Regions from separate parts of the Mus musculus genome. Here regions 2, 3, 4 and 5 are each linked to region 1. Evidence: chromatin contacts called from public Hi-C, Micro-C and promoter capture Hi-C data. All regions are on one chromosome and are shown on one strand. Each heading gives the region's core, a stretch centred on a gene start, on an enhancer-like site or on the middle of the called end of the contact. The rest is flanking DNA. Distances are from core to core; before and after follow the strand shown.

What was found. Promoter capture Hi-C pulls out the DNA fragments that hold promoters and counts their contacts. Hi-C and Micro-C count contacts between places; a contact is called where the count stands out from the background.
Region 2: a contact with region 1 is called in a Hi-C map of Sertoli cells, with 5 times the contacts expected there. The contact joins the enhancer-like site here to the promoter of Camk2d in region 1. A contact is called at or near these places in 3 of 39 promoter capture datasets (cranial neural crest, frontonasal cranial neural crest and maxillary cranial neural crest), 1 of 15 datasets of contacts at CTCF or cohesin (the NIH/3T3 cell line), 1 of 484 Hi-C or Micro-C datasets (Sertoli cells) and 7 of 115 datasets of contacts at active chromatin or transcription factors (the 230-238 cell line, astrocytes, embryonic forebrain and 4 more).
Region 3: a contact with region 1 is called in a Micro-C map of embryonic stem cells, with 9 times the contacts expected there. The contact joins the promoter of Ugt8a here to the promoter of Camk2d in region 1. A contact is called at or near these places in 9 of 39 promoter capture datasets (the C10 cell line, cranial neural crest, embryonic stem cells and 3 more), 5 of 484 Hi-C or Micro-C datasets (cerebral cortex and embryonic stem cells), 4 of 115 datasets of contacts at active chromatin or transcription factors (SST interneurons, astrocytes and embryonic stem cells) and 1 of 9 other capture datasets (embryonic stem cells).
Region 4: a promoter capture Hi-C map of liver shows a contact between it and region 1, with 2.0 times the contacts expected there. The contact joins the enhancer-like site here to the promoter of Camk2d in region 1. A contact is called at or near these places in 3 of 39 promoter capture datasets (the 3T3-L1 cell line, embryonic stem cells and liver), 3 of 484 Hi-C or Micro-C datasets (embryonic stem cells and rod photoreceptor) and 3 of 115 datasets of contacts at active chromatin or transcription factors (the NIH/3T3 cell line, embryonic stem cells and stem cell-derived neural progenitor cells).
Region 5: a Hi-C map of liver shows a contact between it and region 1, with 1.8 times the contacts expected there. The contact joins the enhancer-like site here to the promoter of Camk2d in region 1. A contact is called at or near these places in 2 of 39 promoter capture datasets (liver and stem cell-derived epiblast-like cells) and 1 of 484 Hi-C or Micro-C datasets (liver).

What each region holds. Positions count from the first base shown.
Region 1 is chr3:126,593,709-126,599,890 of GRCm38.p6, reverse strand. It overlaps Camk2d (calcium/calmodulin-dependent protein kinase II, delta), which reads right to left and starts at 2,940. Exons shown (of 21, transcript NM_001346635.1): 1 at 2,387-2,940; 2 at 731-825. The coding sequence starts at 2,451.
Region 2 is chr3:125,881,851-125,888,032 of GRCm38.p6, reverse strand. All of the region lies in intron 2 of Ugt8a (UDP galactosyltransferase 8A), which reads left to right. Among named protein-coding and RNA genes, the nearest start is that of Gm40145, 14 kb to the left of the region's middle. Within about 2 kb of position 3,477, at least 26 of the 459 cell types and tissues checked have an H3K27ac peak or open chromatin away from gene starts, as enhancers often do. A contact at or near this core is called in Sertoli cells, where this site is marked.
Region 3 is chr3:125,936,232-125,942,413 of GRCm38.p6, reverse strand. Ugt8a (UDP galactosyltransferase 8A) reads left to right here and starts at 3,762. Exons shown (of 6, transcript NM_011674.5): 1 at 3,762-3,961.
Region 4 is chr3:127,151,270-127,157,451 of GRCm38.p6, reverse strand. The region is part of intron 1 of Ank2 (ankyrin 2, brain); the gene reads left to right. Among named protein-coding and RNA genes, the nearest start is that of Gm16958, 6.9 kb to the left of the region's middle. Within about 2 kb of position 3,086, at least 31 of the 459 cell types and tissues checked have an H3K27ac peak or open chromatin away from gene starts, as enhancers often do. A contact at or near this core is called in liver and stem cell-derived neural progenitor cells, where this site is marked.
Region 5 is chr3:127,129,884-127,136,065 of GRCm38.p6, reverse strand. The region is part of intron 1 of Ank2 (ankyrin 2, brain); the gene reads left to right. Among named protein-coding and RNA genes, the nearest start is that of Gm16958, 28 kb to the left of the region's middle. Within about 2 kb of position 3,480, at least 14 of the 459 cell types and tissues checked have an H3K27ac peak or open chromatin away from gene starts, as enhancers often do. A contact at or near this core is called in liver, where this site is marked.

The DNA.
Region 1 (6,182 bases), core at 1,691-4,190:
ATCACCATCACCATCATCACCATCATCACCATCATCATCATGTGGGCACACTGCTCCCAGTTGTTTTTGTTTTTTGTTTATTTTTTTTTAAACTTATGTCAAGAGCTCTCAGGATGAAGTATCTTTGTGGCTATAAGCTAAAGGTGTAAAATATATTGCATGATCTGATGGAAAGTTTCATGCAGAAAACCCAGAAAAGGCCTAGCCTACACATATCAAAGCCAAGCTAACTTCCTAGATTACAGTAAAAATCTCTTCCTACTTCCCCAAACCACTGAAGTTAAATATACCTCGCTGTATTAAGTTCAGCTGTAACTACAACTGTAACATACATTCAACTGAACCATGACCCATTTTTTTTTTTTGTCTCAGAAGTGAAAGGGGAATTATGACAGTTATGAGACTTGCATTTTTTCCATTTCAAGATCCTTCTGAACAGATTTCAGCAAGGCCCCTCATGACATTTATTTGCTTTGCAACATATTTATCTATACCATTGCTTAGGAGACAGCATTTTAATAACTCGCTGATAACAATTATATTTTTCACCTACTTTTCAAAGGAAACAAAGCAAGAGGCTTTTGGCAAGGAAAAATGGTAATATGTAATATGATACCTAAGTCCAAAATTCAATTATAACTACATGCTATAACTACTTAGAAGACACCAACCATTCACACAACAAATACAACATTAACATATATAAATAAATGTGGTTTAAAATACCCACCCCTAGCAGAAAGCTTTTTGGTGTTGATAATTTTGGCAGCATACTCTTGTCCAGTAGGGATTTTCATACATCTTCTCACCACTGAGAACGCCCCCCTGGAAACCAATAATTAGCAAGTCGTCAGTATAATCAGATCTAGTATCCACTTGCAAACTCACAAATCTGAGCGGTTTCATGAACCTTTAGTGGTCTGTCAAATAGCAACATAATAAAAGCATTATCTAGAAAATAAACAATTCTTTCCTGCCAGCCCAGATCTTTTTTAATGTTGTGGAATGAAAGTCGTTTTTAATTGACTGGAAACACGCAGATTATTAATCAACAAAATAGAAGGTAATGCCAATTATGACCACTCTTTTTTGCACATGAAATTTGAAAACAATTTGTAATTCACACTCACAAAACACCAAATGCTCATAGCAAACCCTGCAAAGGACCGAGCTGGGGAACAGAAGAAAAAAAAAAAAAAACTGTTTATTTCGGTAGGAAACATAATTAACGTGGTTCCAACTAAGTAAATATGGCGATTGTTTTCATTAAAACATAAATCTCGAGCTCACTGGTGTGCTTTAACAGGTTCTGGGGTAAGGTGATTTCTCTCTGCCTGGTTTGGGCTTGGGGGGAGGGGAGAGATTTAAATTAAGCTGCTCTTCCGACATACTCCATGTTTCAACAGCAGATCATCTATAAAGATATCATTTTCATTTGATTTAAAAGTGCTCACACTTCCTTTTATGCAACTGTAAGGAAACCTACAGCACACACACACACACACACACAAATGCATCCCTTCCCTGATAGTGGAAATTAGCGATAGGTTTGGGGTTTGATGCTCGGTAAACCAACACTCCCTCCTGACTGAGTCTCTAGTTGCCCCTGTGCAGATCTTCAGTAGGTACCCTGTCCCTCCTTAACATCTCAAGGAAGTCCTGCCACTTCAGTGGAGGAGGTCGTTTTACACAAGCTAGGCTACCCTGGGGAAACGCTCTCTCGGGCTCTAGGGCTTTCCTCTGCCTGGATAAATAAATCCTCTCAGAGACGATGTACACCTAAATCCTAGAATGATGGTGAGCGACTCATCTTAGTGCAAAGAAGGATAGCGGATACATGGCAGGGACGTGGGTTCTGTTGGGTGGCCCTTTTCCTGAACGGAACAACTACTTGGATGCCGAACCAGACTCTCCACCAAGCCAAGTTGAACTTTCGGCATCGATAAATATGGCACCATCTCAGAGAGCGAGTGTTCTCTCGTTAGCTCATCCGAACCTGGGTCAGATCGCAGATACAGCGCGGGCTGAGCAAGAGACATCTATTTACCAAAAATGTGATAAATGTTGCATTTTACATGCATCTCCTTTCCTCTCCGAACACACATACACACACATTCGCACTCGCGTGCGCGCACACTTCTCAGGATGACAGCTACAACTGCAGAGATCATAAATTCACTAAGTCCCCCGTGGAGAGGTGGAGGACCCGAGAAGATGGGCTGGGAATTCGGAGCACCCGCCACAGTAGGGCAAAGGTTTCCTTCCCTGTGTGCCCCACCCGCACCAAGCCAGGGTCCGTCTCCCCGCCTCGGCCCGCAGGCTCTCTATCCCCACGAGGGAGACGAGGGGTCGTGGGGAGGAGGAGATGCCAGGCAGGGACGCTTACTTTCCGAGCTCCTCAAAGAGCTGATACTCGTCGGTGAACCGGGTGCAGGTGGTGGTCGAAGCCATGGCGGGGTCTGGACAGTGCGACGGGCGACACGCGAACAGACCTGGCTTCCCGGGACTGGCGCCGCCGCGCTGTCACCCGGGGCCGCCCTCACTTTCCGTGTCCGAAAGTAGCTCGCCGGCGAGGGAGTGCGCGCAGGGGCGGGGCGCGCGGGGCGAGGTGGCCAGACCAGCCCGCTCCGCGATCCCTTGTCCTCTCCTCCTCCCGCCGCGGTGGCCGGGCCGAGGGCTCCCGAAGGGGCGGGGGAGAGGTGTCAGGAGGGGTTGCCGCGGTCACCGAGGCCGCACGGAGAGCTCAACGCAGCGCCCGGAGTGGCGGGCGGCAGCGGCCGAGTGAACACCCAGCCGGTCGTTCCAGCGGGCAGAGGAGGCGCTGGTGGCCCGCGCTCCCTCCTCTCCACGGGGCCGCAAGGCTGGGAACCCGCGGGGCGACAGAGTGCGCTCGCTCGGCTCGGGCGAAGCTGGCAGCCGCGGCTCCTCCCCGGCGCCTCCTCCCTCCTCTCCCCGCCCAGCGAAGCCCCCTCCTCGGCGGCCCCACACCTCCCTCTAGCGACTCCAGCCGCGTCCCTTCGGGCTGCTCTCCCGCAGCCGTCTAGGGAGACCGAAGGGAGATGCGCGGAGCAGCAGGGAGCGCGCTTAAGGGGACGGGACTGAGATGTCGCAGTGACCCACGAAGGGCGGAAAGATGAGAGACCACTCGAAGCTCCCACAACCCGGATGCCTCTACCCGGGCGGGATGGCCGCGAGGCCGGGGAAGCCGAGAGAGGGAAGCAACCCTTGCATCTGGGCGCGGTTCGCGTTTACTGCTCCCAGACCCGGGTCCAACGTCCCCCGGCTCGCAGCTACTGCCTGGGGCTGCCAGCCTTGGCCACCTCTGCTGCGCCCGGCTGTCCCTTAGCTAGGGGCAAAGATGGTCAGGGCACCACGTTTCGCTTCAGTTTTTACTGTCACGTCTTCGCCCTTCTCTCCCCTTTTCCCGACTAGGGCGATCCCCATAAGCATTTGCTTGATCATAAACTCTAACATAATGAAACCCAAAAGTGCACCACTCTGCCACACCTTCCTTCCTCTCCAGAGTAACTCCCCTGTAACCTCAGCAAGTTCTGATAGTAAGAAGGCTTCTCGCGAGATGTCCCACGCCAGTGGCGAGGGGGTGGGGCGGTAGGAAGGTTGGCTGTGGGTCACGCGACCCAGAGGGGGCTGACGTCATTAGCGTCACGTGAGCGTGCCTAGCCTGTTTCGCGTTGCCGAGGGAGAAGGGAGAGGGAGGGTGGGAGTTCTTTACCTGCATTCTCAAAGAGCAGGCCAAGTAGGGGCACAGGAGTGTACTCCCTCAGTGGCTATCTGGAAAACCATTTAAGAGTTCAAGAACGTGTGTACAGTTAAGCATATCTGACACTGTTGCTTAAAAATTAGCATGGAGAAAAAAAATTAGCATGTAAGATGGGTTAAGGTGTAAGTGGTGGCTAAGATCATTTCTGAGCCTTCTTTTCACTTCTGAGTCTTTAATAAACGAGGCAATTGCAGATTTAGAGGCCTACGGAAAATAGAGACGCATCATGAACTTTTAAAAAATTTTCTTCAGACTGTTGCTTTTTGTTCTACAGCAGGAAACCATAAAATCCTGCATTTCTATTGCTTATGTGCTCGTGCTTAGAATCACATCGTGCACTTAAAATTTCACAGTGGGAAGATGATAGATAACTTTCAGTTAGGGAGCCTGTACATGCTTTTAGGGCGGCTATAAGTTACTACTTTGCAGGTTCTTTTATTCCCTGTTCTAAAGAATGCTGAGTGGCCTTTGAACTGAAGTACTCAGACGGCCATATAATTTTTAAATGCTTTTTTTTGTTATAGATTTTGCAAATATTACTCATACTTCTAATAGCCCTCTCCCACTCAACACAAGAAAATACTTTTTGAATTTAGTCATCATTCAATGTCTGCATTGTTTTGCCCATGAAAATGTCATTTACTGGCCTGTTTTACTATAATTTTCCCTTCAATTTTACTTACATCATTTGATATTCTGCCCACGCACTAGATTCCTAGTGCTGATTTTTGACGTTGCCAAGCACGTGGGATCAGCACACGTCCCGCTTTGTCTTGTATTGTTCCTACCTGGGGGCCTCTGCTGTTCAGTTGTCATTGTGGGACACCCTTGGAAGCTTATTGAAGTTCCTCTGTGGTTTTTATATAGCTTTGATTCCTTTTTGTTTTTAAAAGCAAATTTTGTTTTTTATGTCCTTAAATTTGAACATTTTTATTTGATTGGAATAGTCTCAGTGTGTCTCTCTTAAATGGCATGGAACTCACTATGCAAACCAGGCTGAGCCTCAAACTGAGAGATCCACCTGCCTCTGCCTCCCCAGCCTGTGACTAAAGGTGTGAAATACCATGCCTGGCTAAATTTGAACATTTTTAATAACAAAACTGAAATGAGCTTGGATCTTAAATCCTGGCAATAAAAGATAAGGATTACTTGGTATAAATGTAGTGACAAAGAAAGGAAGATGAAACTAAAAAGTTAAAAGGAGAAATAGTAGTGTTTAAGTATTAATAACCAAGCCAAAAATTGAAAGGAAGATATAATTTGGCCTTAACTAAACATTTTTAATATGTAGCTTAAATATATGGCTCTCGGTTATAATGGCATAACTTAATATTCTTTTCCAAATCCAAAAGTGAAAACAAAAATAAAATTTTAAAAATGAGCATAATAAATTTTTTACAACTAGGAAGAAAATTGTTTCTTAAATACCAATGCAGTGAAGTCTACATAATTACAGTATTTAACTCAGTTGTTTAAAATAATGGTAACTGTAAATGGTTAGAATAATTTTAAGTATAATAAAAAAGTAACTGCTTTTGATGTATCATTATCAAGTTAGTATTTGTAGACAAGAACTTTGTACAAATAATGTTTAATCTACACATGCTCTGTTGTTTGATCTATATTGTATTCTCATTAAAATGTTTCTTTTATTTAAAGAATTCACAATTATTCCTAAAGTTAGGGCTTCCTTAAGATAATAATCAGATTGATTATTTTTGGTTGTGAGACTAGCCTTTAATGGTTGAACCATCTCTCCAGCCTTAATTATAATTCTCTTAGTTCTATTTCATTATTTTAGGAATACCTGCAAAATAGTTAAATTTTTTAAAAGGCATACTTGTAAACAGAGTGACTAGAATTTAGTGTCAAATGTATTTGCCTTTAGTCAAATGTCCTTATCTGACTATTGCAGTGAACCAAGAGGAATGAAAGAGTAATAAAGAAAGGAGACTCTTAATAGTTATTCAGGAAGGGCTGGAGAGATGGCTCAGCAGTTAAGAGCACTGACTGTTCTTCCAGAGGTCATGAGTTCAATTCCCAGCAACCACATGGTAGCTCACAACCATCTGTAATGGGATCTGATGCCTTCTTCTGGTGTGTCTGAGGACAGCTACAGCATACTCACATAAATAACAAATAAATAAATCTTTTGGAAAAAAAAAAGAATTATTCATGGAACTTGCTTAAAATGGTAAGACAGATTTTATTCTAACTGGACCATGGTGACAGGAACAGTTGTAACTTCATCTTCTCAACTCCGACTCAAAAGAGGACAAGCAAAGATTGACAACAAAGGAACGTATGGGGGGACAGGGGGTGTAGCACGGACTGAACAGTTTCTTCCTCTTGTCCCGTTTTGCTACTTGGAACTAAGAGTTTCAGAACTTTAGTATTCTCA
Region 2 (6,182 bases), core at 2,228-4,727, 710 kb after region 1:
TAGTTAAAAGACCTCATTGAAGCTTACCAGTGTCCTAATGATTGGCAAATGCTTATGTTTTATGGTAATTTTATATCATATTATCAAATGTTGTTTTAGGCAAAGTAACCTTGTTATTAAGTTTTTTATTTTCGGGGGGGGGGGCAATGTCCTGTGGACTATACATAGGAAGAGGCCTGTAATCTGATCTGTTACCAAATCTCTTGTTTCTGAGTTTGCTTAGGGGCAGGTGTGCCAAAAAAAATTGGGGGTAATCATTTTTATATGCTTTTCATAGTGCCCATGGCAAGGGAGAACCCTGAGGAGAGCCAGATAAGGTTATTTTTTGAGAGCAGAAATAATTTTCTGAGGAAAAAGAAACATAAATGAATCATGATGTAAAATGTTCCCCACAAATGCATCATGTAGAGATCAGAAACCCAAAGTGAAAGACAGCGAGCACAGTAGCAAAAACACTGGACTCAGCTTTGCTGGGCTGTGTCAACAGCTGTTCTGACTTCATGGCTTTTGCTGTGTTTTACTAGTCATGGCTGTACTAGTACACGTTGTTTTCTTCCACTTTGAGAACTGTTCTATATACAGTTATTTAAATTCAATGAACAGTAATTTATTCAGTGAGTAATGGTTCAAAATCGTGAAGTATTCATTTAAAGCAGTGGTGTTTTGGACCAGTGGGTTTTTAAGCCACACTTGATTGGTATGTAGAGAGTTTCCCAAGATGACTTCACAGCAGAGATTATACCCCAGAGGACCTTAGGCATTAGGATCATTGATTCCCTCTGCCCAGGGGGCCAAAGCATTTGTGGTGATTAGCTGAGTGGTTACACTTACTGCCTTTGGAATTGACATGCCTATAATCTCACCTGCATGATGTCCTCTGGGACCATTGCAGTTTAACATCCAAACCCTTCTTTTGTTTGAGATGTGTTTTAAAAACTTACACTCTTTCCATTGTTGCTACCTCTTACAAATATATAAAGTCATTTTTACTTTAAAATATATGCTTTACCTTTTAATGAAAAGCATATCTAATGCTATGATTGCCCTTTCTTGTTCTATTACAGTTGCTGCCCTGGTGGTACTTTCTATTTCTGTTAGTAGAGTTTTAAATTTATTTTGAGGATTACTCAGTTTTCAGAAAGTATTTGTCAGATAAGGGGGTCCAGAATGAACTTACTTAATAAACTCAGGGATTTCTAAAAAAATTTAAATGCTTTATAAACTGTTTTTTAACTGATCATGCTCTTTTCTTTGATATAAGCAGTCCCTGTCTGAATAGTGCCATAGATATATGTAGCAAAGAAGAGAAATGAAGAATGCATGCATGATTAATCTTGGCAAAATCAGATAAGGACTGGTGCAGTAGGTAGCATAGGAGCTGACCTTGAGTGATTTGTTGAGTTTGAATAGATGAATGTACTGTCATGTGGAGAGAAGCTGTGAGCAGAGGACCCAAGTTAGCAGAGCCAGAATAAGCTAAGAGAGTGGACAGTCTTTAGAATAAGGCGTACAGATTGTGATCCTTGGGCAAACCATCAGAAGGTTAAGTGTTCTTATAAAATAAAAAGAAATACTGAGAACTTGAGCATCAGGTAAGGATTAAAGATTGAGTAAAACTTTCGAATATAGTGTTTCAGAGTGGGAAGCGAACTTTCATGAGAAGGGCCAGGAATAAGTTAAGGAAATAGGTGAGAAAGCCCATGGTTATCGTCTGCTTAAAGATAATTTCTCACATAGACTTCTCTACCTCCCCTACAGTATTCACAAAATGATTTGGTCATGGAATATAAGGAGAGGAGACTAATTCAGGTTTTAGTGCTATAGAATTGGCAGTGCAGTACATACTGATTGCATGATCTTTCCACCCATTTCCCCAGGGAATCTAGCATTACTAGTTGGGTTATAGTGATGTTAGATAGCTGAAGTTCATTCTTTATTTATATAGCCATGACTCAATCCAGATAGCATTCTTTTCTTTGCCTCATCATCCTATTATTTTTCCAATAGCACTCTATTGACATTTACTATTTTCTTTATATAAGGTTATACATGGAAGGATATACAGTTTTAGCAGGCTGTTACTGTTCAGCATATTTCTATCCAAGGCATACATGCTTCCCCTGAGATGACCAACTACTCATCCTGAGATCAATGTACCATTACTTCTGGGTCATTAACTTTATTGTATAAGATAGTTTACTTCCTGTAAAATTGGATAAAGCTATTATCTAAGTGAAGAGTAAGAGGGAGACGGGCATATATTACATTGTCATTCTTGCCAAAAAGTAGACCAAAGCTTTCTCCATCTTTCTTAAGTTTACACAGTGTTCATCTGATTAGACCAGAACAGGAGCTAATGGAAATATCCATGAAGTCATGGATATATGGCCTTTGTACAGCAGAAGATGGACTATTTCATAAAGCATTTGAGAGCAACTAACTTAACTGTTACCATCAACCTGGAAAAACTGCTTAAGTGATTACCTTGGTAATTATGTGTTAGACTAGTTTTAAACAAGTTCTCACTTTTCTGTTCTGCTCTATACTGGCTTATAATTTAGAAACACTAAATACCAATGTCACAATACTAGAAAAATAATTTCTAATACTTATGATGAAGTTCTTATGCTTCCAGTGTCTTTTTACTATTTTATTTAAGTCTAAATGTATTTCTAATGGATACTGGAAAGATTTAGCCTACAAACTGGAATTGATTGTCATTAAATTATTTCTCCAGCAATACAACTCTGAAATCAGTAGAAAGTAAGATGTAGCTCCCCGGTATTTAACACAAGTGAGCTTTTTAAAATTAAAAAAATTTATTTCCAAGGAATTCACTTGGTCATCACAGGAGGTAGTGCAGCAAAGGCAGTGTTAATTCCCTGTTAGTGAAGGCCAGGAATCTGGGTTGGACTTTGTACTTCCAGGCAGGAAACCATATCTTGCTCTTTTATATTCCTAGTGTATAGTCCCACACACATAAACTGTGGCCGATACAAGTTTGTTTAACAGTGATTGCATCATTGATGAAATAAATATGCCTGGAGAGCAAATAAAGGCACTGTATCCTTTGCCTTGAAACTGTAAGTAGTACACATGTCCATGGTTTTACAGCATAATTTTGCTGTTTACCTTGACAGGAGATTAGGGAATGTGTTTTAGGCTGCAGAGCTATACTCTGCACTCATTCATGAAGAAAGGTACCTACCACATATGCATCTTGATCTCTTCTCTCTTGTACACATGCTCATTTCAAATCTGTTTCCAAATCACTAGCCTTCTTACATCTCTGGATTCTTCCTTTACTCCTGTAACATAAGGAAGATTTACATATCAGTTTGAGAGACTTGCTTTTCTAGTTGGTTTCCTTTGTTTGCTTCATATCTGCTCTTTTGTTTACCCACTGTACTTTCCACAGCTTCTCAGCACATTGCTGTGCTCGTATCCTTGGGATGTCAGCAATGCCTGTCTGCAGTTTGTTGAAGGTCTGAAGAACCTTGAAAATGTAGCTTTCCTCAAAAGGTTTCAAATTGTGCTTACTTCTAATTGTAACTGTGCTGGTAAAAATTACAAGCCTACTGGGAAGGAAAACAGATACCTCAGTACCTCGGTGGGAATGAATGTCTCTTTCAGGGTTTTTTATTCTCTCGAATGTTCAGTGTTAGGAAGACTTAGTCATCACCTTGACATTGATCTCTCTAATGCATCTTTAGGTTAGTTGCTGCTTAAATTCCTGGATAAACCTGGAAAGCATTTGAATGTTTTAGAAAACTTGACAACTTTACACTTTATGAAAAACATTGTAATATTTTTCCTTTATTTATTTATTCCAGCTAGCTCTATGCTGAGGAATGTAAAATATGGTAACAAAATATAAAGAAAATATTTTGTTTCAGGAGGACTGTCTTTTCCTATCTTCCTTTTCCTTGAAATGCATGTCTTTTCGTCCCTTAATTTGCATATTACTTGTTAGACATCTCAGCTAGGTAAAAGAACAAGCTTGTTTTTAACTGACAAAGTACTTCTAAAATATTTGATCTCATTTGATCTCCATGTCCTGTGTTACCTGCACTTATGGAGGTGAAGAAGCCAGGCTTCTAGTGACTTGATTGACATCACATAGCAAGGAGTGGAAATGGACTTGGAGGAAAATATGTTCCCAAACGTTCATTTTGAGTTGTGTGTGTGTGTGTGTGTGTGTGTGTGTGTGTGTGTGTGTTGTATGTACTTACTGGTGCTGGTATATGTGATCAGGGATTGCTATCCAGTGCCTTTTGTTTTATGATACATGGTCTCTTAGACATACAGAGCTCAGAGATCACCATCTTGGCAAGGCCATGATTTGCCTGCTTTCATGCCCTAGGCCTGGGGTCACAGCCAGGTCCTGGCACATCTGACTTTTGCATGAGTGCTGAGACCCTGAACTCTGTTCCTCATGCAGCAAGCACTTTATCTCATGCTCTCTATCTAGCCCTAACTTTTATTCTTTTTTTTTAAATCTTTAATTTTTATTTAGTAAGTCTTGTTAAACTATTCTGGTAGTAGTCAAAATCATATGATGCCTGGAGCTCGTTTTAAAAGATTTTGTATCAAAATATTTCCTGTTATTCTAGTTGCTGAATTTTACAAAATAAATATTTCAATTATTTGCAGCCCACCTGATCTAAGCAGAACATTCTTTATATCAGACATGGTAAAAGAGAGTAGAAAAAAAGCCCTATTGATGTTGGTGTTGGTAACAACAAAAGTGCTCTCAGCTCCCTCCCCCTTTTCTTCTATTGCCATCTTTGTGTAGGACTCCCTCACAGTCCAGGCATTCTTTCCCTCAGAATGCATGGGCCTGACAAAGGATACAGTGTTAAAGTTTTCTTGCCTGTGCTGACCCTCTCTCCAGGCTCCCAGTTTTGGGTGGAGAAAGAGGTATAAGTTTGGATCACTGGGTGCCAGCAGGACATAGCTAGAGCTAGCTACTGCAACCCAGTCTGTTCTAGGCATCAGACATGAATAGCTTTTCTAAGTTTGGAAGATTCTTATACCATCAGAATGAAGCCTCAGTGAAGACTGAGGCAGAACTGCACCATCCGATCTTTAGTTAGTCTTTTATTGGTTCAGCAAGAGTTATTTGAGGGTTTACATGATCTAAAATTAATAGGAGTCTTCTGTTTGCTTTTGGATAGAGGGGGAAACATCAATTATTCAGTAATGGTCTCTGAAAAGTTGAAGAACTACCTAGATTCCTATACTCTCCATGACTTTTCAGCATCCATCAGTTTTACCTAAAAATACTGAAATTGTGGTACTTTTAGATCACCACTTTGCTATATTCTTTAACTCTCATTGTACCCAGTCTCCTGTCACAGAGCCCACGTACTGTACTCCTTCATGCTGAACAACACTAGATAAAGTAGGTGGACTAGTAAGAGGACAGCATATACAACTAACTACCTGATTTCTGTCTCTTATGACCAAGTCAAGCCATTTGGTATATAATTGATCCAGAGAAAGGAATCTGGCAGATAGAAACCAAATCACTCCATAGTTATGTGGTAGCTGTTAAACAAAGCAGACATTTTAACATATAGCAATGATTATTATAAACAAACAAATATTTTCCTGTAAAAATTTTAAGGAAACTTACTTAGCACTGTAAGAAGACAATATGATTATTTTATTTTGTGGCTTTCTTTCCAAAATGTACATATTCAGAGAGAGAGAGAGAAAGAGAGAGAAAGGAGAGAGGGGGAGAGGGGTTAGCACAGATCTGGCAATTAAATTGTGTAGACATGAAATTATTTATCCACATATAGTGGGGTAGCCTCTAACATCTGTGTTCCTATGTTCATGTAGAATGTTTGTTGCATTGTTTTGATCATTAGCTTCATTTCCAGATTGGAGAGTTGTTCCCCTGGGGGTTAGTTCCCAGAACCCTTAGATATGAGCACCAGTCTTAGACACAGGGATGTTTGAAGCCAAGCATCTCTGCTCTATGCCTGCCATGCCACCTGGTGGTATAGAGTGTTGTACTGACATCTGAATATAAAGGAATGGTTAGGATTTCTAAATTTACATTTTACATGAAATGGAATACATAGTCTATGCATATGTGCATAAATACTCACAGTGCACAAAAGTAACATTGTTTTGACTTTAAAAGTAATTAAAATGTATCAAATGTAAAATTA
Region 3 (6,182 bases), core at 2,513-5,012, 660 kb after region 1:
AAACCCTCTCTTAAAACCCCATCACCAAAATATTTTTGAAATAAAAAAATGCTGGAGAGGTGGCTCAGCAGTTAAAAATCTTATTCATGAATTACAACAGCTTAACTGTCAAGTGTTTGTGAAGTCTTCCTGGACACTCTTACCCAATTCTAACCTCCTCTGTATCCCTTCCATGGTTTTGTCATACCTACAGCATTACTTTGTAATTTAATGTTTCAGCTGAGTTCCTTTTGCAGCAGGAAATTGGTCTATGTTCACATTTGAGCAGGACTGCAGGTTCTGCACCTATGGACACTCGCTTGTTCATTAGGACCAAAAAGGTGAAAAGTACACTGGAAAAAAGGAATAGGTTTCAATTTTGAGATAGAAAAGTTTTAATTTTTTAGTACTAAGTACTTTAAGGTAGTCGATTTAAAGTAGATTATTCTACTATTCCCACAAAGTACTCTTCACTTCTTGACAAACTCTCTGTTTTTCTTGCCTTGAGACAGAAAGAAACTCTTTCAAAACTGCTTATAACAAGTCTAGCTCATATTAATCTCTCCTCCCTTCCCTTCTCCTTATGATGCACCTCATATTTAATTATACTTAAATAATTTATACCTATGCAATCACTTATTTTCTTAAGTGCTTGTAAGCTCCTTCTCTCTCTAAATAAGGTCAGGATCCATGAAACCCCTTGCCAAAGTTTAAGGATATAAATTGTGTACAGTTCCTATCAAACTTTATGCAAGTTGGTCTACTAGATAAATAAAACAAATCTAAAATTTGGCTTTAAGATATGCTTGGATGTGTGCTATAAGAAGACTTAGCTCAAGAGTGACTCAGAGTTATTTTAAAGAACCTACAAGAACATATTCTGCTCTAGTGTTCTGCTTCCAGGACTTGAAAAAAAATCATTAAATTTGATCTACAGGCTGGTGTTGTAGCTCAGTGGTAGAACACTTCCCTATCATGTGTGAGGTCTAAGATGCAATCCCCAGTACTATTGAGACAAAAGAATGCTTTATAAAGGTGATTAATTCTCCAACTTTTGGAATTACAGATAGACAGCACCAGATTAATATTTATTAAATGCCAAGGGCTAGGAGCTCTGTCCTGTCTTATTCATATTTTATTTTGGTACTTCTCGCAATAACTTTATGAGATAGATGTTGCCACACTCATTTTAAGATTTATTTTTATTATTTTTAATTATGTACATTATATTTTGGGGGGCATGTGCACATGAGGACAGGTCCCCGTGGAGCTCAGAGACATCAGATCTCCATAAAGCTGGAGTTCCATGTGCCAACCAACATGGTTGCTGGCAATCAAACTTAGGTCCTCTGCAAGAGCAGGACACGTTCTTAACCTCTGAGCCCTCTCTTCAGCCCAATGTCAGAGTCATTTAATGGGTAAAGAAAACAGGGCACACAGTAGTTTGCAAACACTGCTAATGAATAGTGAAACTCAGTTCAGTTCTCGGTAGTTGTGGCAAAAAGTTAATAGTTAATGATTACCAGCTAAGTTATTATTTCTTAGAATCATTGATATTTCCCATAGAAATAATGTGAGTCCAAGTCTCTAGAATTATAACAAGCCCTTAAAATTAATAATAGAATGAGTTGATGGATGTAGTATGTGTTAGGGTAAAACCCCTGCTTATTCTCTACACAGGCTGGGAAATCCCATCTCCCCTCCTTCCCTCAACCCTGCCCCACATAGAACCTGCCTCCCCTTTCTCCTACTGACTTGGAGAGAACACCAGGCTAACTTCCATCATTTCACTTCTAGTTTCTGGCAACCCACCCAAGAGGGCCCACCCAGAAGCTCAGGTTTTTACCATTATGAACGCTCCTGGCTGGCATGACATCAGTCCTCTCCTAATCGCTATAAACCTGCTTTGCTTTAGCCTAGATGATGTGACTTCACCTGTGAGATGGGTGAACCCACCTGAGAGCTACTTTCCAGCAAACCCACCTTTATCTACTTTTGATCTGTTCTAATCTGGCCTATATCTGAGTCACTGAAGGAGAGAAAAATGCCTATCAGTATGCAACAATAACAAGGCAATTTTAATTTACCCTGGCTGAAACTTCCTTCACAAATATGTTATCCAGTGCAACATTTTGTAACCTGAACTGTACGGACACTTGCTGTTAATTTGAGTGGGAACTTGAAGGATGGATTAAACATGGAAACAATGCTCCCTTCTCTGAAAAGAAATATCAAACATCATTCATTTAATCTAACCATCCTGTTGATCATATTAAGTGCCAGTTGCTAGAGTATTTTAAAACAGAGAGTGAGCTTTATTTTTATAATTTCTTTGCTTTAATAGCCAAAAGCATAATTCAATTCTAATTTATGAAAGGTCATACTAAACTTAAGTTGTGGAATGCCCTTGCAGTGCTGAGTTGTGATAAATAAGGCAACTAATAGCCAGATCGTAGATACAAAAAAAAAAAAAGATAACTACACAAAATATTATTGAATGCGTTTTTCATTATCTGCAAGTTTTACAAAAAAATTACAGCATGATCAGCTCATATACTTTTATTATCTGTTATGTTCGATACTTGTTTGCACTTTTCTAGTGCAATTTAAATAAATAAATAAACTATATTAATCTCCTTATTTCAACTTACAAAAGAAGAAAAGTGCATTATCTCCTTTGAAATAGGTATGACCTTTGGGCACTACATTTGTTAAATAGACTTAAAAAGAACAACAATATAGAGTATATTTTTCCTTTATCATTACAGAAATTTCCGGGTTTTTTTTTTGTTTGTTTTTTGTTTTGTTTTGTTTTGTTTTTTTGAGGTCCAAGTCCCAAATGTGACTCTCAAGTTGAAGCAAGGAAATAACATTGATGGCAGCCTGTTTTCATCTCTGAACATTTAAACACAAAATTTGCATGGAGACCTTTCAGATTCTGGACTTTAGGCTTGACCTGAATGATGTATATGTGTGTGTGTGTATGTATGTATGTATGTATGTATGTATGTATGTATGTATGTATGTTTGGTGTGTGTGTGGGGGTGGGGTGGGGTGGGTATAGAATAGACTGCCCAACGGGTTCCGAATAAAAGCAAAGGAACTTTTCCTATTTTCTGAAACTGTAACTTTGCCATTGACACTTAAAGGGATGGATTGGCTTCCGGTGTCTGGGGTACCGGAGGCCTCAAGCTCTTTGGGCAAAGTTGGTTTCTTGACCTGGACACCATCTTGAGTACTTCCAGTCAGAATAAGGAAGCTAGGACCCAAGCAGACAGAACTTTAACGGCCCTTTCAAAAGAAGCTCCGGTTGGCTTTTTCCTGGCGCCCCTGGCCGGCGTTTTCCGGGCTCTCCACGTGTGCGCAGGCGTGTGCCCCAGTCCTACCGCTCTCCTCACGGAGCGGCTCTCTCGGGCCAACCGACAGGAAGTGGAAGGGGCGAGCGGCGCTCTACAGGCTCCGCTCCTTTCCAGTGCCTGAGGGGGGGAAAAAAAAAAAGCAGCGGACGAAGCAGAGGAGGAGGAGGCTGGGCGCAGGCGCGTCTGGAGCGGAGACTTTGATGGCAGGTGCAGCCTCGCAGCATCTCTGGCCGCCGTCGAGGCGCGTGCGCATCGGTGTCCTGGGCCGAGGCAGCGCGCGGCAGGGAGGTTTGAGAGACGGCTTGAGGGGCGGGCGGGGTGGGGGGTGGGGTTGGGGGGGAAGCCGGGGGCGCGCGCGGGCCTGGGCGCGCTCCCGCTCAGTAGTGGCGCGCTGAGGGGGAGAGGGGGCGGGGCGCGCGGGGCCCGGCGGAGGAGCAGGCGCGCTGCGGCCCCGAGGGGGGGCACCGCGGAGCATCGCCTGCCCTAGAGCGCCCGTCTTAAGCCCGGCAGGCGCGCCGCAGCTTCCCTCACGCCCAGCCTCCGAGGGCGACGACGCGCGCTCCACAGACCCCGTCCGGCGGCAGAGGCGCTCTCCAACTCCCGCGCGGCAGCCGAAGGACGCGGTAAGCGGCGGGCGCCCGCAGCCGGGGTGGGGGGACGGGGAATGGAGCTGCTCCGGGATGCACAGTTGTTCTCTGTCCGAGGTGAGGGAGCGCCGGCGCCCTCTGAGGCGCCCGGCGTTGGGGTCTGTGGAGAGTTCGGTCTTGTCACCCTGCGGCGGGAGCGAATCAAGGGGGCGCCCGTCGGTCCCGACGCGGGACCTTGCACTTGACTGAGGCAGGGATGGGCGGCTGCGGCGGCCGCCTGGAACTCTCCGGCTCGCCGCCTTCTGTCTGAAAGTGCCTGAGGGCTGCGCAGGGAAGGGACTGTCCCCGGCTGCGCGAGCACCCGGGACCTGCACCCGGGACCTTTCGGTGACCGCAGTCGTGGACAGAAGACAGCACTGTCGCTCGTGGCCCGGGCAAGGCGGACCGGAGTGCGGGGCCGGGTGAGGAGGGGAGAGGCTGGCGGGTTGGCGGGCCGGGGGCCGCGCGGGGCGGTCGCCTGCTGCTAAGGAGCGGCGCGGCCCGGGATGGGCGCTGCGGGCTTGCAGGCGGTGAGCGCGGCGCTGAGCGCTCCAGGGTGCAGTGCGTCCGGGCAAAAAGGACGCTCGGAGGTGTCTCCGGTCAGCACCTGACCTGTGCGCTCCGGGGCATTGGCTTTGAGGGTTTCAAAAGTTGGATACCGAGGACATGCCACTCTGCAGCACTTAGGGACAGGATCACCGCTTCCCCCAGTACCCAGATGCGGTACCCAGGCGCGCAACATCTTTTAGAGCTCTGAAGGGCATGTGGAGGGACCGCAGTGCTCTGCGTCTCCCAAACTCAAGAAAAGATGGAAACTCTTCTGTTGCGGGAGGAATTAGCACAAGGGAAGGCAGGGGTGACTTTTGAAACCCTGACCCTTTGTTGAGCCTCCACCGTTGTGACACAGTGTCAAGACAGGGCACAGACTTATATTTCATAAGGCTGTCTGCCCTATTAAAAGATTCCAAGAAAAACAGTTAAGTTTGGGGGGTGGGGTGGGCGCAGGGCGGGAATGGATCATCTTAGGCTGTCAAATTGTACAACTTTGTTTAAATTTATGACAGGAATGTGCTGCAATTTGGCTAGATGCCAAATATGCCCTTGTTTCAATCTATAATGCCACATTCCCCCCCTCCCCCAAACAAATACCCACTTGAATGCAGGCTTACTAACCCATGAGCCTAGATTAAAAAGGACATTCGTTAGAGACAGTCTAGAAAGTCTTGCATAATCAGGATTCTAATAGCATTAAGGGTCACGCATTGTCCCTAGCCGTTTTGTTTTGTTTTGTTTGTTTTTTTTTTTTTTTGAAAAAAAAATCACACTTAAGCTTGTGGTAAGAACAGAACTCTTGTTAATCAAATTAGTTTAATTTTCCCTGAAGAAGAAACAGTTTCTTCTTTGCTTGAGGCCTTCCAGTGACCATGTCTGCTCAGCAACTCTTAATTCTCCTAGATGGTGACTAGGTCAGCATTGCCTGATTTACCTGCCACTGGCAAGGTTAAGTGCAAGTCTAGTGTTGTCTGATCTGTCGCTATAGGAACCCTTTTAAACTATAGTGAAACAGTGTCTGGACATTTAGAACCACAGCCCGGCTTTGTTAGGCTCATTTGAACAACTGCACTAACAAAACCTGGCCTTTTTCTACTGGAGAGAATGGAACTCTTGGAGTCCATGCTTTATAGTTTTGTGTTTATACTGAGACTTAGAACACCTGTTATAGTAAACAAATTCAGTAAATATATTTAAGAGAAGATTTTGTAAGATCTAACTTTGATAAGAGTTGCTTTGTAGTTCAGATTTCTATTATTTAAATTGGGGCATTTCAAGGTACCTGTGAGCAGATGTGAGTTTAGTTATCACTTAACTATTGCTGTAAAACTTACCATCAATTCTCAGACACCTTTTCAAAATAATTTATAGACCTGAATATCAAATAATGCAAGTTTATTGATTAATTAATTTTCAATTTCCAGAGCACACCTGAAAATTGCCAAGACACATAACCATGGGTACTATTGTTTCCTTATTTTTGACAGTATATGAGTTAGTGCTTATTTTTTTACAAAATTTTTCTGAGTTACTCTACAATATTAATAACCAGAACTTCATAAAAGCTAGGGGCTAAAATAAGCATTTTGCAAACCTTGCTCTATCTTCAGAAGTTATTGGATATGCCATGTATGTATGTATGTATGTATGTATGTATGTATGTATG
Region 4 (6,182 bases), core at 1,837-4,336, 560 kb before region 1:
GAAACTGAGACTCAGAAGTGGATCTTCCTTAGTCATAGATAGCTATCAAGTGGCAGGCTTGGGATTTGAACTTAGATATGCCTGGGTCCAAATTTCACTAGGGAAAGAAGATAGCATGATTGTACCATCAATGAACATTGTAAGTAAACCATTTAAGCTACTAATGTTGCAAGTTTTTCACCTCTATAATGACATTCTACAACCAAAAGAAATTTAAGCATTTTAAGGGTTTGACTAAACAATGCATTTGAGAGAAACTAGATAAACTTAAGGTTGTGATTTTACTATAATTACTTCCATACATTTTATAAGTTTCTTAGGTAATGAACTTTTTGAAGTCAAGATTTGCACCTTAAATCATGGCCAGTTGGCTGCCCATGATAGACTATTGAAATCACTTTTGTTATTTTTTCTTTTTGATCAGATTTCTAAAATGCACTTGTATATTTATATTTATTAAACTTCAAGGTGGTGGTGTATGGGACGCAATAGAAAATAAAATTAGTCTTTTCTAAGTCCCTTTCAAATAATTCTTCAGAGAAACGGAGCACTCTGACCATTCCTTCCCTTTATTTTACCATCATACTGTCTTGGAGGAAGAAGACCTGCTGTGTACAGCTTTGCCTCGAAGAGATGCCCTGGCCAATGTCTTTATTCTTTATATTTTCTATTTGGATTTATACTTGATGGCAATGAGAATACTTACTGGGTGTATGCAATGGGCCAGGAAGGCTTCTGACAGGAGTATTGGAGTGTTTTTAAATAGAATTGTGTTTTATTTATTTGTACTATGAAAGTAATATTTTCTAGAACTTTGAGTTGTTTTGTATGACTAGGTCATAACTCATTGGCCCCTCAGTTATCCAGTTTGGCTTACCATGGTCTCAGTGACCAGGAGTCGCAGCTTTTGTTTTGCAGCTTTTCTGCTTTATCATTGGTTGTTATTAGTCTACTACCGGAATGCTTTATAAGTCAACCTTTGCTCTAGATCTACATATATAGGAACTATTCAGTGTGCGTAGTGTTTAGTGCTCTCCCTAGAGTCCACTGGAGTCTTGGAATGTATCCCCCGTGGATAATGGGAGAGGACAGACATATAAACTCTAGTGACATGCAGTGCTGGCTTTTCCTGTGGCCTGTGGGCGAGCGCTGCTGCGTGGGAACAGAGTGGGGAAGCTTGTCATCATTCCTGTCCTTGAGCCTTCTGCTCACGCACGAGGCAGCCAGATTCCAAAGGCTAGCTGCATTCTGAAAACGGTGACACTTACTGAATTTAGAACTGTAAATGTACAGAGATTTCTGGGCACCAAACTAAACATAGGTTTAAAGGTTCGAACAGCAACAGAATAGCATGGGCCTGTGTGATGCATTATATTCTAGAACTCTCCACATACTGAAAATTTCAACCAGCTTTCCCTCCCTTCCCCCAAGATAGGGTTTCTCGGTGTAGCTCTGACTCTTTTAGAACTGGTTTTCTAGACCAGGCTAACCTTGAACTCTGCCTTGAGATCTGTCTGCTTATGTCCCCCAGTGCTGGGATTAAAGGTGTGCACCACCACGTCTGGCTTCAATAATCATTTTTAAAGAGCTATATCCAGTCATCTTTCTGTAAAATTCTACAACTCCTTCAGCATGTGTGTATTTCTACTAACTATACAAATGCAACTATACTATACTATACTATACTATACTATACTATACTATACTATACTATACTATACTATACTATACTGTATGCAACTATACTATACGCAACTCTACTAGTGATAGTGATTGGAGATGCCTTTCTCAAGACTAGGATTCACTCATAAATAAATATTGAAAAGTTTTGCTACAGTTACTTTCCATTTCCTATGCAACTAAAACAGTTCTAGGATAGCTATTTAAATGTGAAAGCTTCCATACATCCATGCTTTTTCCCATGCCTCTTCTTTGACATTCCTCCTATGCCTTTCTCTTTGCTTAATTTGCAAGCTCCTTGTTGGCTTTACATAGGAGTGGTGCCCTTCACGGACACTGTGAATCCTGAGATTTTATTAGTTTTAATTATGAAGACCCTTCTTCAGTCAGTGAGTGGATGAATGGTTTAGGATTACAGCTATCAAATTCATGTGATTATAGTCTCAATTTTATAGCTTGAGATAAATTTCAAGACATGGAGAAAAGTGAAGTCTTAATTTAGAAAGCTATTTTGTCATCAAACAGGATATTGAACATATTCTACACAGGTGTTGAGTTAGTGGAAATACCTGGAAGAACCATTTTGTGATAACCATTTTTCTTTTAAGTCATCCGCTTTTACTTGATTTTTCTGAAAATTAATTCTTTGCAAAAATCACTTAGCTTTATTCTCAGAGTCAGACAGTATGTAGTAAAATAAATAATAACTAAGAAGGCTTTTCTGCAGATTCTAGAAACTCGTGTATGTTGTTAGTGGAATCAGCTTCTTGCACGTGACCTTTTTTTGTTTCAGAGAAGAATACGATTTAAAATGTTTATTGTGAGTATTTACTCTTACTCCTCTGGTTTCATCTCCTAAATAACTCAGAATTCTGGGGAGGGGGCAGTGTGAAGGGAGACAGAACATTACCTCCACTAAAAAAATATTTATTTTATGTGTTTAAGTATTTTGTGTGCCATGTGTGTGTTTGGTACTTGAGGAGACCAGAAGAGGGCATCAGATCCCCTGGAACTGGAGTTTTACATGGTTGTGAGCCACTATGTGGGTGCTGAGAAGCAAACCAGGGTCTCTCAAAGAGCAGAACATATTCGCAATGTTGAACCATCATTTCAGCCCTACAATCTACAAGTTTTTGAAGTTCTTCAATGTTAGCAAACTGAAGCTAAAACAACTAGAATCAACATTTCCACTTCTCCACCAACCTATGTTCTTCTTCGTTTTGCAATCTAGATCAACAACCATTTACTTCCAATAATTATATGTGTGAATCTAAATTGCCATTGAGAAAAAAATTTTCCATGTGTAATAGGAAACCTTCTGAAAGCCTAATAAGGCTAATTAGTGTATGTAGCAACCAATTAATTCTGAGCACAGAGAAGAGGAAAAAAAGTGCTTAAGAGTTAAGTCCAAAGGCCTCATGGCCCACAATTTACCTGCCTTTGCAACAATGGGATGGTCTTTAGGACCAGAATTTGTGTGTGTGTGTGTGTGTGTGTGTGTGTGTGTGTATGTGTGTGTGTGTGAGAGAGAGAGAGAGAGAGAGAGAGAGAGAGAGAGAGAGAGAGAGAGAGATTTATATAACTCATTAGAAAAAAACTGAAAGAATGCTCTGCATCGTGATTTAAATGTTCTGTGTTTAACAGTTGGCATTGCTGTTTTGAAGGAACTCAGTTCAATGTCCTAGGGATTTAATCATTAACTTAGCGGCCAGGGAGACCTCAAATATTTAGAGAAGCTGATGCTCCTCCAGCTCCTAACACAAGTCAGAAGCTGTTTTTTTTTTTTTTTTTTTTTTGTTTCCCATGCTTGGCTTGGACTGGTCCTTAGGGAATCGCAGGAAATGGCATGAAAGGAGCTGGGGAGAGATGAGGGCATCTTCAAGAAAGCTCTCCTTAGCTTGAGCCCCACCACTCTTCTTACAGTGCTAGGGGCTCTGTTTTGTTGTTGGTTTAGTGTTTTCCATGAACAGTTTTCTCAACTGCTCTCTCATTCTCTTACGGGGTACAACAGCTTCCAGGGCAGCTAGAAAGAAACTCAGTACTTTGTTGTACAGGCTTCTGGAATGCTCACTTCTGGAATGGACATTAGCATCTCTGCCAGAGGAAAGCAGTCTGTGTCTTAGTCACTGTGGCCCTTTCATACACATGTCCTTTCATTGTTTGCCACTGATGCGCTGTTCTGTCATGGGGAACACTTCAACAGAAGTGGCATGAAGGAAGAGAATCATCAGGGAACAACAATTGCCATCAAGCTACAAATCTAATTAAATTATTTGGTTATGAATATAGTGTTCTTTCACATTTTTGTATATTTCTTGGCTATACGTATGTCTATTTGCAAGACAGACTTGTTAATTGCTAATTTGTCTCACTTATCATTCAGACCTGTTAGAAAGTTGAAATTAAAAATAACACGTTTTTACGTGCATATAATCATTTATCTTTTCCTTACCCATATTGGTAATGGAATCCAAGGTCTCATGGTTGCTAAACAAGGACTTCTGTCACTGAGATATCTCTAGCCTTCTTTTTAATTTTTATTTTGACAAAGGATCTTACCAAATTGCCCCGACTGACTTTAAACTCCTTCTACAGGTCAGAATGGCCTTGAAGTTACAGTCTTTCTTCCCTAGTCTCCCAAGCAGATGGGCTTGCAGGATAGTGTTTTAGGACTGGCTTTTTTCTAACGTTCCATTCCTTGATCCAGGAAGTTGTTTCCCCAAATTTCCATTTTTCACAGGCAATAGTAATTTGTATCAATATCTCAAAATTGATGACTGAGAATCTGCTCTGATTACTAATGTAAGCTCAAATAGCAAGTGCTGCTACCGTTTCTGAAACACTGCTCACAGTGAGAGATGGAAGTTGGATTTAAAATGATAGAGGACAGGCAACAGGGGCTCGGTTGTAAAATACTTGTGCAAACATGAAGAACTGAATTTGTGTTTCCAAGAGCCATGCCAAAAGCTGGACATAGCAGTCATGGCTGTAATCCCAGCATGAGGAGAGCAGAAGCAAGAGTAAGCACACTGTCCAACTGGTGTGGCAGAACTTGGGACCTCCAGGTTCATGAGTGACCCTGTCTCAAAAATAAGGTGAAGAGCCACTAAAGAAAACACATGTCATGGACGTTTGGCCTTCATATTTACATACATACGTGTGCACACCTACCTGCACAAATACAACTAGTGAACAGAAAGACAACATGCCAAGCTGTTGTTTACTAATTTTACAACTGAACTTCACACAAAGTGTCTAAAAGGCTCCAGAGAAGCAAAATTGGGAAGCCTGCACTCAATTCTATCTGCCAGTGGTGACTGTTGACTCATCCTTGATGACTTTGATTTAAATTGACTTGATCTCAGCTTAAGATGGTTCCCAGTGGCTCTGGGATATATTTGATGATGTCTTTATCTCCTCTCATTATTATAAGTGAGATAGTTTGTTGGTATTTCAAAGCTTTTCTTCTTCCTTTTTTTGAAGCCAACTCTCTGCCCCAGACACAGTACTGTCCTTGGAGTATCCCACAGACCAACTGTGGTAATGGGACCTCCCACAAATACAGGAAGAGAGCATCATTTGCCCCATTAAGCTGGGTTTGTGATTGTCTATTTTTGTATGTATGATGCAAATTTTCAGGGTCTTACCTGGCAGTTGAAGTGGTGGTAAGAAATGGTTCCTGCTGTGGTGTTTGACGGTCTCTGAAAAGTTATTTAGGCCTTATTTAGAAAATGAGGTCACCTGTGAAGTGTGTGGTTGTTGTTTTGTGTCTCCTGTGTTGATTTGAGTCATTTAAAAGAAGTCTATTGTGGTTCACTTATTTTCTATTAGGGGTTCTGTGAGCTGACAATGCCAGGTTAAAAAACCCACAGAGAAACATTACTGGGGTGGGGTTGATCATTTCACAACGGTCTCCATCTGGACTGATGGCTGCCTTTGAACTTGTAGGAAGCCAAACTCCCAAGCACCTAAAGTAAACCCTTAAAGAGAAATTCAGGTATGCATGAACCATTCAAGTATACACCAGGTGCGAATAACAACCTTCCACTTCTAGGGTGGAGACATCAACTCCCTCCTTCCTTATGGCCCCCAAATCACCCTGGGCTGCAATGCTTAATTAAAGCACACCAATCAGTGAAGTGCAAGTGGGCCAGGGCACCTGGCAACTGTGACTCTTTTGGGATAGAAGTCACTTGGGACAGGAAGAGCTTTTCTTTGAGGAGGTCACCTACTAATCACTGGCTTTCGTGTGGGCTCAAAGGGGGCAGGCATCAAAGCCTCGATGTGGGTGGGAGAGGGACAAGGTACACATTACTGTGAGCAGGAATGAAGGCAGGTGGCTAAGGATCAGGGAGAAGACAGCAAATCTTCACGGCAGCAAGGCCATAAAGGGGCTTTGTGCAGGACACAGAACATGCAAATCCGTCCAGTCATTGCCCACCAGAGGCCCCAGTCCATAACTGAGTTCTCATACCAAGAAGCAGCGTTGGAAGGTAGGAGAA
Region 5 (6,182 bases), core at 2,231-4,730, 540 kb before region 1:
CCCCTCAGAAAAGAAAACATTAAAACATTATACTTATAAACATACAGATTTCAAAATTGAAAACTGTAATTTCAAGCTATATGTCATCATAGAAAGGAAGCAAAATTGAATTTTTTCTGGTGTTCATTGTATCTATCAGACTGATAGTTACTGTAGGTAGATCCAGTACCTGCATCCTTCTAGTATTCGGATGAAGAGAAGACTGTCACTGAGTGATTGGTCACTGTCCATGAGAAAAGGAAGAAGAGATTTATTTTCTGTAGCCACTTGCAGCCATCGCATGACTACGATGTATTTTGCATTTCTGCATCTCCAAAATTATTGATGGTGGCTGTGTGTCAGCTACTAGAATTTGCATGGGAGGTCAGATACATTAGAAATAAAGAAATGCGTGAGACATAAGAAATAGTACTGGGAAGACGATGGGGGTCCAAAATTGGACGCTGTATCAGAGATGTGGTGGCCATACAGAGAACGTGGCCATGATGAGGCTGACAGAGGTGGTGGCCATGATGAGACCTGGGTGATTGGAAGGAAGGACCTGTCAATCTATTGTGTATGTGTGTGGTGGGGAGAGATTGGGGGGGGGGGTAGAGCCAGCAGTGAAAGAATGCAGAACAGCTCTACAAAGTAGGAAAGGATGGAGTGAAAGAAGTTTTTACTGTACATAATATTTTTATAGATTCATGATGGCCAATCCTCAGGAGTGTCTCTCTCTCTCTCTCTCTCTCTCTCTCTCTCTCTCTCTCTCTCTCTCTGTGTGTGTGTGTGTGTGTGTATGTGTGTGGTGTGTGCCCTTATTGTCAGAGGAATCCATAAACCTTTACAGAGCAAACCCTGCATTTCCAAGGTCAGCAACAGCGATTATACTCTCCTCCTGTGCATACCCGAGGCTATCCTGCTAGACCCTGTGAGCTCTGCAACCCCATGCTTACTCCATCCCTGTCTAATGAACTACCTTCACAGTGGCTACTATTGCTCCTGTGGTCGTTTGCTCGTAGGACCTCTTCATTATTCCTCATATTCAGATGATGACTAATAGTTTCAGTGCCTGGACTATTTCATAACAAAATCAAGCATCTGAAAAAATAACCATATCAAGAACTGGCAGGATGGGAATGAGAACAAAACAAAGGGACATTTAATGGTAATTGGATAAATTGCTGCAGATTGCTATTCCGAAAGATTCCATTGAAGCGTTTCTGTGTGCACATCATTAATATCATGTTTGCATCTTTTTATTTAGATGATGGGTTTGGGCCTAGCATGTGGTGCTGAATAAATATTTATGGGACAAATGAAGTATGCAGAAATGTTTGCAGAAATCAATCATTTTAAACACGCTAAGGAAGATTTTTACTGTTCAATTTTTTTCCCTCCAGTAATTGTCTGTGCACGCCTGCTACGTAGAGACAATGCCACAAGCACTAGGGACAAACAGGCCTGATAAAATATGATGTCTGCATGTTACAAGTCCGTATGGGTTAACAGTCACCATGATTTCCCTATGCTAACTGTTGACCCCTAACCTTGACTAGGCAGGGCTTCAAAGAGAAGTCTTACGACTCCTGACAGAGAAAGGGAGGGAGCAGATGGAGGGTTGACTTAATAAACACCTGATAAGCAATTGTCCAGAAGAAAAGACAGAGGTTAGGGGAACCAAACAACATGTTTATTGGGAATCAGATCTGTACTACATGAGAGTTTTTGTTTTGGGGGTCTTTTTTGTTTTTTGTTTTTTGTCATGAGGGTTTGGGAGTGTTCAGCATACTGCTGAGACTTAGACGGTCTCTATGGATACTGTGTAGGGGAATGGATTGAAATACAGCAAGGCTCCAGCAGGGAATGGTCTCATTGGCGGTCTCAGCAATTCTGTAAGGCAGTTTATTGACCTAAAATAGTAGCAAGGGGATAAGAGTGAGAAAAACTCTGTGGGAATACATATGGAAAAGGGAGCATCCAGGCATCCAGGTACCCAGTTCAGATGGCAAGATGGATGCTGTGCTCTCTTCCCAGCTGGAGAAGGCTGTGCCAGGAGCCGGTGTGTTCAGGACACTGGCTTAGGGAAGAGGCTCTCTACTGATCTACCAAAGCACTGAGTATGTCTACTCCGCTAAAAACTCAGTAGAACGGAAAAGCATTAAAAATATTCCTTAATGCTCTTAAACAACAAACACCCCAACTTTCCGGACTAGCTCTTCATTTTCTTACATCTTCTTTATTCCCTGTCTCGCCTCCCCTTCCCGTTTCTCCCTCCGTCCTCTTCCTCTACAGAAGATATTCTATAAGCTGACCTATTAGCATGATTTATAAATGTCTGACTCTAAAGATTAAACACTTACAAACATTAACATGAGTCTTTTTTATTACAGCTCATTATTATACAGATGGGAACACTAAAGTTCAAAATAGATCCACTTGCAGCATATACCCAGCAACATCTTAGCTCAGAGGCCAGAAGGCCTCACTGGCAATAATTTTTACAAGAATAAATTGACAGTATTGATTTTATAATATTTCATGTCTCATACTCATATTCCCAGAGTTTCTGATTGCCTGTAAAGTGATTCCATCTCAAAAGTAATTGAAAACTTAAAATAAGTCTGGCTTTCTCCAGGGAGAGCAAACAATATGTAATCAGGATATTTATACTGCAATGAATAATACATAAGGACTAGAAATACTTCTTTATACCTTAAAAGTCACAAGTGCATTTGTTTTAAAGAGTCCTTGAAACACTGGCTAAATGAATTATTGGTTGAACTATGAAGTTTAGTTTCTTTTTGTCCTCTATGTTTGAAATAAATTGAGTTTAGTGTATCAGTGCAATGTCTTAATACTACTTCTTCTTACTAAGTTAAGTGCCTGCTCAGCATACAATTTAAAATAGAAGACAGCATATTTACAACCTTTCACGGAAGTAAGTGAGGATTGCGGGGCGGGGGCCAGGGCGTGGGGGGTGGGGGGAGGCTCACTTGGCTCAGTGTATTACACAGAATGAGGGAAAGTGGGACCATCATCACAGTAAACTAGAGAATGTTCTGTGGATACTCCCATAGTATCCAGAGTGCACAAGATTGGACATTTATCTTGAACTTGAAGGTTTCTTGATTGGCTAAAGCCTGGCAGCTGTATATAGTCTGTGATTCTTTATTTTTTGATTGCATGCTTGTTTTACTGTACTAGGGTTTGAGCCTAGGACCTTGTACACAGTAGAGAAACACTTTTATGTCCCTGGTCTGGCATGCTGTATATTTCAAATGTTTGTATCAACCGTTTGATTTCAAATGTCTGTTTGTGTGTTTTTTGTTGGGAAATTATTATCTTAACATATGTAGAAACCAAGGCTGAGGTGTCAGCTTCAGTTGGTAAAGAGCCTGCTGTATAAGCATGAAGACCCAAGTTTAGACTCCCAATTCCCATGTAAAGAGTTGGGAAAGCTGTGGAGACTGCTGACTGGCCAGCCAATGTAGTTAACCAGTGAGGTCTAGGTTCAGTGAGAAACACTGTTTAAACAAAGAAAAACAAAACCCTAACCAATTAGCTTTATGGAGCTCATTGATTTTCTAGTTTCAACTCTATCATGGATTTGTTTTTTGCTTGTTTGTTTTGTTCTGTTCTGTTCTGTTCTGTTTCGTTTGTTTGTTTGTTTGTTTCGGTGGTGGATAGGTACATTGAAATATATTTGACAGTGACCATGTAAGGTCTATTGTGAAGCTTCACAGTTCGCAATTGCTAGTCAAATTATAGAAGCTCATTGGGATGTACAGACATAGGATCTGATTAATTTCAGTGTATGAAGTTTGTTTATCTGCAATGTTTTAATTATATTTTTATCATTTAAAACCAATTTTTGATTGAAATATATTTTGATCATATTCTTCCTCTTCCTCAAGTCCTTCCAGATCTTTCCCACTCCATACCTACCCAATTTTAGGTTCTTTCTGAACATACAAAAACCCAAAAATAACAAGAAAAGTCTCTAAACCGAGAAAGTAATACCCAAGCAACAGAAAACAACACAACAAATATGCAAACAAAACTCTCTCTCTCTCTCTCTCTCTCTCTCACACACACACAGCATGTGAAGTCCATTATATGTTGGCCAACTACTCTTAAACATGAGGCTTGCCCTGTTGCAAAACTTTTTATAATAAATTTTAATATTAAAAAAGTGGAGGGAAATTGAGGAAGATACATGATACTAGCCTCTGACTTCTGCATTCATATGTGCAAACACACACAACCACATACAAAATTACAAACATACTTTGAGATCATTAGATGAAAATACTGGTGTGTATAATTACATGGAATTTATAGATAAAAGAACATTTTGATAGTGCCAAATGAATTGAAATAATAATAATAATAATAATAATAATAATAATAATACCCTCCTTTTGTGACACAGGTCAAAATATGTACCAGAAAAAATCTCTCTCAACTGTCTGCATGCATGTACACACAGCCCGTAAATGTGTACAGCTCAATGCCAAGGAACCTTCAAAGGAAAGCAAATCCTAAGCAATTTGAGAATGGATAGTATGGAAGGAAAACAAGTTTTCATTTGTTGGTCTCAGGGAAGAGTCATTCAGTTGAACTTAGAGCAAGAGAGGCTTGGCTGAATATATAACAGTAATAAATTGATGAGCTACATTTCAGGGATTACGTACAAATCCTCACAGTACAGAGTTTTAACCTATCCTGTCCAGATATTCAAACACTGTATTTAACTGCTTGGCTTGTGATTTTCTAGCTTCCTTTTTGATGGAAAAGACCAGACAGCTGTGGCGTGTAGCATACAGAGCTCAACTGGGCAGCTTTGTGTCAGACTCTCACTAACAGTCTCCTGTTAAGAATGTCATGTCGGTCCTCAGGGCATTAAGCATTAACCAAGAACAATGCCACCTGCTATTGCTTTTACAGCCACCTTAATTAAATAGAGTTCTGGCTATTTCTTTCAGCTGTTTTACTTAGTTCAGAAAGGTTAATAAAGTGAAAAAAAAAAAAGGATTGGGTTTTAAAAAGAACTTTTAAAACTCTACTGTGACCCAGCCCCGATTTTGAGTTTTGGGTTTAATCCCTTGCCTGGCTCTCCCCAGGACACTCCCATGCCAGACTAGTTTGTAAGTGTTCTATGTTTGTATCTTTCCTTCACATCAAGAAGAAGTGCACAATGGTTGCCCTGCGTTTTAAACTCCCCTTCATGGAACTTAGAATTATTCAAATGGTCTTCTCTGGACACTACCTTTCTTGCTTCACAGGCTCCTTAATGTCAGCTAGTGACATTTGCTGAGTGGCCATGTTGTATGGGGCACAGTGTGATGTGGCCTTTGGAAAACTTTGTAAGTTGTTAGACTGTCTGTTAAGGAATGCTGTCCTTGGTATGCCACACGTCAAAGAGGCAACAGTCTGGAATGAAATAATAGCTGGAAGGGTTGTAAAAGTAAATTGGCTAATTGATGCTGTGGGCCCATGAATAGCTCGGTGTTATTCGCTTTGGTGAATGTGTGTAAAGCACAAACAGTAGAATTCATTTGTACTGACCTCAATTAGAGAAGCAGAGCCGCCCACTGATACAGGGACTCTGGTGGAAATCCATTCGTTATGCGCTTTTCCTATTGACAAAAAAAAATCATTATGAGTTTCATTTTTTTAGCCAAATAAATTATATCGAACGGACTGAAACATGGAAGAAAATAGCATGCCAACTGGGCGCCTGCACAGAATGTACCAGTTTTATTTCCATAGTTCAGTGATTCAGACAGTTGGATTAACTTGTCCTTGGTTTCACGTGATGCTGTTTGGGAGAATTTGCATGCAGACTCTAAACAAAGTATTAGTTTAGTCAGATGGATACATTTGGGTAGACGGTCAGCGTCACATTATTCTGACAAAAGAAATGTTAAGGCGATTTTAATCTCAGCAGATTTCTAAGAGATTTATATTCTTAAAAGAGATTTATGTATTTTATGTGAATGGTTGTTTTGCCTGCATGTATGTATGTGTATACTGGGAGCATGTCTGGTGCATGAGGAAGCTGTGAGAGAGTATTAAGTCTTCTGGAGCTAGAGATAGAGAGGGTTGTAAACCCTCACGTGGGGACAAGGGCTACAACACAGGTCAAACAGCAAGTGCTCTGAGTTGCTGAGTCATCTCTGCAGCCCCTACATTTTATT